Linked DNA regions of Triticum aestivum: region 2 is linked to region 1. Evidence: chromatin contacts called from public Hi-C data. All regions are on one chromosome and are shown on one strand. The core of a region is the stretch at or near the end of the contact, and the rest is flanking DNA. Distances in the headings are between cores, read along the strand shown. Region 1 holds the start of LOC123166542 (RNA-binding KH domain-containing protein RCF3-like). Region 2 holds the start of LOC123165077 (probable gamma-aminobutyrate transaminase 3, mitochondrial).

Region 1 (2,776 bases), core at 182-2,681:
CTTATCTACAATCTGAATAGCACTCGACCAACTATGAAACTGAATCTTGATTTTTTTTTTAAAATTTTTGCAGGGTCAGAATCTTGATTGATATCTCTTCAGCCTCAAGTCCTTGAAAACATGGATGCAGAAATTTGTGCACTGGCTTACTTCCCACGCCTCCTCACATAGAACCAATACTTTTCAATGGAAGGGCAACCATGGCACTACGAGCCACATAAAAATGTCATCATGGAAACCAAATCTCAAGGTACACAGCATGAGGCATTACCCACTAACTTAAGTAGTTGAACATTCATATGTTTGATTTGTCTTCGGTCCAAGTCTTCTCCAACACTTAACATAATTGTTAACCCACATTTGTTTCATTTTTTTAGTTCAGCTAATAGTTTCAAACAATGCTATATCCAATCAAAACACCAACTGTCAATGCTCTCTTATCAGAAGAAGAATTGAAATATTTTACAACATTGTAGCAGGCACCATACCTGCACAACCTCCTCCGACAACGATACACATCGAGGCATGTTCTGCTCGCGAGGCAGGATCCTGATGTGCGTCTTGGTCTCGGACCTCATCTGCTCGATGATCTTGCCACCCTTGCCAAGCAGGCACCCCACATGCTGCCGTGGCACGATGAGCCGGGTGGTCACCTTACCCCGGTCCCGGGCGTCCTTGCCCCTGGGCCCGTACTCGCCGTCCTCATCCCCGTCGTCAGGCTGCGTCTCCAGGATCCGCCGGTGCACCATGAGGAGCGCCTCCTGCGCCGGCGAGAACATCGGCGGGCGGCCATCCGCCTCGCGTGGGACGCCGTCAGCCGTCTCAATGACGCGGACAGGGTCCCCGGGGAAGGGCGGGTGGATAGTGATGATCGCGCCGCTGTCATCCTGGGCGTTGTTAATGAAGCTGGCGGGGAAGCCGTAGGTCTTGGACTCGGGGCACAGGATGCGGAAGGAGGTGGTCTGGCCGGGACCCCCGCCCCCCGCCGCCGCGGAGGAAGCGGGCGGCGGCGGGGGAGGGAGAGGGGGCGGTGCGGCGTCAGGGGGGAGGAAGCCGCCGCGGCGGTCGGGAGCGCCGCCGCCGCCGCCGCCGCCGCCTCCGGGGGGGCCGCGGCGGTGGTAGTTGGAGTTAGTGTTCGGGCCGCCGCCCCCGCCGCGGCGGTCGAAGCGGGGCTTGGAGCGGGGCGGCGGCGAGTCCTGGTCGTAGTGGTACCCGCGCTTCGAGCGGGAGCGATCCATTGCTGGGATTCCGGAGCTTCGCGTTCGTTTTTCTGTTCTCGTTCGATTTGATTTGAATCCCGTTGGATCGACGCGATGCGATGCGATTCGGATTTAGGGTTTAGAGAGGTTGGGGAACGGGAGGGGGGTTGGCTGACAGGGAACGCGCCATGGGAGGCAGTCAGGCAGAGGATGGGAGCGGTGCGCGGTCGGATCCAGACATCCGGATTCCCCACGCAAGCTCACTATACTATATAAATTTAGTGCTATTTTTATTTTATTTAAAAAACTTTAATCTATTCAACAATCAACTTAGTATAGCATATAGTAGATCACTAAATGAAAAGTTTTACAGGATGTGGACCGTGGCTTACATTTTCAATATTGATGGTAGTTTGTGTTATTACGACTAACTACCTAAATTGTCATGTGTTGCTATGGAGTAAAAAAAATATAAATCATCCAAATGTGTGTTATATGTTATTTATGATGACATGTGTTTCCAATTTGTATGGCAATAACATTGATTCTCTCCTACTTCTTTAATGCTTGAAAATCATCATGTCTCCTTACTCATATTCTTTCCCTGCGAAAAGACAAAGCAATATCTTTCGCTTGCCCCCTCTTAACCCTCAGACTGTCATTGCCTTTACCCCTTGCTCTGGCACTATCGTCGCTTCAAAGTCTATCATCTTGCGAGAGATTATAGTGTGTGTGTCTCTGATTAATAAATGAGATGCTTCTAACTAATCACGAGAGGTAATGGCATATTGAATAAGAGCAAATCGATGCAAAAAGGTTGACAATGTTGGCTAGTGATTGGTTAACAATTTTCTTCCTGACCTGAAAAGAATGTCAAGATTGCCAAATATTGGTAATACAAAATGTTGGCATCAAATCAATTAAGCTCCCAGTGACAATGCATGTCTCTTCAACGGCGACAAAGACAACACTTTTATGCTCGTAAGAAATGTAAAGAAAACAAGGAATATATCTGAGAAAATCAAACAGAAGCAAGTCATGGTTAACTAAAAAAACCCTTTCCTTAAACTTCTATGTGTTATTATGCTATTCACACAAGCTGACTCGCAGTGTATAAATCTAACTGCAGCACATGGTTAATATGACTCACAATCACGACCACTTACTTAGTCCAAGTCCCTTCACAAGACATCTCACACGCTAATTCACCTTGCGAGCAATTGTCCTCAACTTGGCTCTAGCTAATCGGGGCGAACCTCGAGCATTCCCCTTGGCTCCTTAGGTTGGCACACAATTAAATCGCAAATTGCGTTGTTATCTACACCAAAATCACTTAAGGAGGAAGGTGCCTTTTCAACAGGGGCCACAAGGGCCTAACTGCGGGATCACGCTCTAGAGTCCTATGGTGGTGAACCCGGGGGCTGCGACACCGACGATGATCTTTGGAGAGGAAGTGGAAAGACGGCTCCGAGCGCATCCCCTTCAATGTCCTATCTTATTCATCGTCGTCGTTGCGCCCTTCCCGCCGGTCACGCGACGGGATGCCAGGATCTGGAGGCGGTGACCCTGGGCAGGGG
Region 2 (2,866 bases), core at 49-2,548, 490 kb after region 1:
ATCCGGGAGTTGCACAATCTCATGGTCTAAGGAAATGATACTTGACATTAGAAAAGCTCTAGCAAACGAACTACACGATCTTGTGCTATGCTTAGGATTGGGTCTTGTCCATCACATCTGATGTCCATGGTCAGGAAACCACAACCATCTATTGATCAACGAGCTAGTCAACTAGAGCTCACTAGGAACATATTGTGGTCTATGTATTCACACATGTATTACGGTTTCCGGTTAATACAATTATAGCATGAACAATAAACAATTATCATGAACAAGGAAATATAATAATAACCATTTTATTATTGCCTCTAGGGCATATTTCCAACACTTATCCTCCTTCCCACCCTCGCAGCGTGGCCTCGGTGCTCACACAATAACAATGCTTTTGAATGTTGTCAGTCCTAGGGCCTCTCTCTCTCTCTCGGCATAAGATGAGAAATTTATTATTTTTCCCTGTGAAGATTTGGCGAGGCATGCATCCGAGGTTATAAATGGTTTATTTCGTCTCCAATCTTATTTTTGTTGAGGTGTTCATTTCCAATCCCGATCGGCACCAGCATGAAAGTAAGACAAATCATGCGCTACTGATTAAGGTTGCACCCTAAATAACATTTAAAAATGGTTAACAGGTAAAATAACATCATATTTAGATTCTAAATATTTTTCTTATCAAATTTCGTATATAACATGTTAAATTCGGACTTAGGGTTTAAAAGATATTGATATTTTTTTAAATCATTTGATATATACTACGGGTTGGTTAACCCAAACATCAGGGGGTTTCCTGCAAAAACAAAAATTTGACTTAAAACTGGCCCGCTAGTTGATTACCAAAAACACCCCCAAAAACACCACTGGGTTTCCAATAAAAATAAATTCTGATTAAATATGGACTGCGAGTTGATTACCAGCAACATCAGGGGCCTATTCCCTTTAGGAGTATACAGAGGTATAGATTAGATAGAAGCAAATTTCTGCTCCATGGGAAGCAAACTGGAATTCTAAATGGAAGCATTTCATAAGGAGGCAAGTACACAGAGGGGGAGTTAATTAGTCTCCATAGCAACCGAAATTTGTTTCCTACAAATCTGGAAGAATCAAAGCAGGGGTAGTGAGTGAATCCCACGTAGTAATTGATTTTAGTATTGGTAACTCCCCACTGATGGTGCATGCTGGCCACTATCCTGATCTCACGATTGTGTGGGCTTTGATCCAACGGCCATCTACCGGTCTGACGGGATGGCCCTCCGTCCCGTTCCGTTTCCACCGGGCCTATAAATTCCATTATCTCCCTGACATCCTTTTGTCACTCCCCTTGTCGCTTCCTTCCAAGGTTACAGGTGAGTGAAGGTGGACGGAAACCAGGGGAGATGATGATTGCCCGCGGCTGCCTCCTCAGATCCAAGGTGATCGCGATTCCCCTTCATTCTGTTATCGATTTGCCTATCGAGACTGTTGATGTGGGGAGAAAGAGGTACTTCCTCATGTTCTCATCATCCAGAAACGCCAGAGGTGTTCCTTATTTGTCCGAGGCGTAAGTGGCGCGGTAGATTACGATCGATTCAAGATGTTCCTTTTCGCTTGATCGATTCAAGATGTTCCTCTTTGTCCGATCGGTTCTGGAGCGACAGCGATAGAGCAGTTCCTGGGGATCTGTTTCTGTTCGTCAGTTCCCAAGCTTTTACACTAGAACGTGTGTAAAAAAATTCAACAGGGGAAAGTTAACATGTCTGATCTTTTATTTTGTTTTTCTTCTTCCCTCTCACCGCACAGGCTGAGAGCTTAGTGAAACATGTAGCCAGCGGTGGAAGCTGGCATGGGTTGCATAGTTTTTCAGAGGCATCAGCCAGGGGTTTCAGCTCTGAGCCGTCTCTTCAGGCCGACTCGACGGAAGAAATCGGGTAGGTAAAATCTCCATGAGCAGAAATGTCAGTGCGCCACACTCTGTTGCGCGCTAGGATGCTTGCAAGCTTCACATGGATTATATCTACGGTGTATATTTTCTACTGATGCTGCAACGTTTTACCAGGTTCAAGGGGCATGGCATGCTGGCTCCATTCACAGCTGGATGGCAGAGCACCGATGTGCATCCCCTGGTTATTGATAGATCTGAGGTTCTGGGGCTTAATGCTCACTTGTCCATAAATTGCAGTGATTTTAACTTGAAAGTTCTATCTTACACTCTGCAACTCATATTACAGGGTGCATATGTCTATGATATCAATGGGAAAAAGTATATAGATGCTCTTGCAGGACTCTGGTGTACAGCTCTAGGTATGTGCATTTCATGATCCATGGAGCCATATTTTACTACATACTGGAAAATTGTAGCATTATTTTACTTAGAATGCTAGTTGTATCACATATTTTTATTTCTCCATGGCCCTGTATGGGTAGTCAAACTCAAATTTTATGTTCACTTGTAATTTCAGTTCTAAGAGCTTTTACATGGATTTAAGTTGTTCCCAGATAATGTAGGGAAGTGCACTGCACACTTTTGGGTTAGCAAGAGTAAACAAAGTTTTGCGCAAAACTAAATCACTTGATACATTTTTGCTCGGGAAAAACTTACCACTGACTGATTGCACTTAATAAAAGTGCTGGCTATTCCTAATTCAAATGAGTGTCAAGATGAGCAAGAAATTGTCTACTTTCATGTTCTGTTAACATTTTGATTTTATATCTAGATGCTATCACTACACTCTTTTCCCATTTTTTTAATATGCTTGGAAGAATAAAAAACACATTAAAATAACATAAATAGTTCTTGTTGGTTGAGCACCCTTTCCAAGGAAACATATTAAAATTGTCCGCAGCAAGTTTCTTTTTCTCTGTAAAAAGTAAGGGTATCAATTGATGCACACAT

Evidence for each region. Hi-C and Micro-C count contacts between places; a contact is called where the count stands out from the background.
Region 2: a contact with region 1 is called in a Hi-C map of leaf, with 2.8 times the contacts expected there. The contact joins the promoter of LOC123165077 here to the promoter of LOC123166542 in region 1. A contact is called at or near these places in 2 of 5 Hi-C or Micro-C datasets (both in leaf).

What each region holds. Positions count from the first base shown.
Region 1 is chr7D:438,974,432-438,977,207 of IWGSC CS RefSeq v2.1, forward strand. LOC123166542 (RNA-binding KH domain-containing protein RCF3-like) reads right to left here and starts at 1,432. Exons shown (of 8, transcript NM_001426797.1): 1 at 489-1,432. The coding sequence starts at 1,238.
Region 2 is chr7D:439,463,971-439,466,836 of IWGSC CS RefSeq v2.1, forward strand. LOC123165077 (probable gamma-aminobutyrate transaminase 3, mitochondrial) reads left to right here and starts at 1,299. Exons shown (of 19, transcript XM_044582704.1): 1 at 1,299-1,406; 2 at 1,774-1,901; 3 at 2,030-2,114; 4 at 2,202-2,274. The coding sequence starts at 1,371.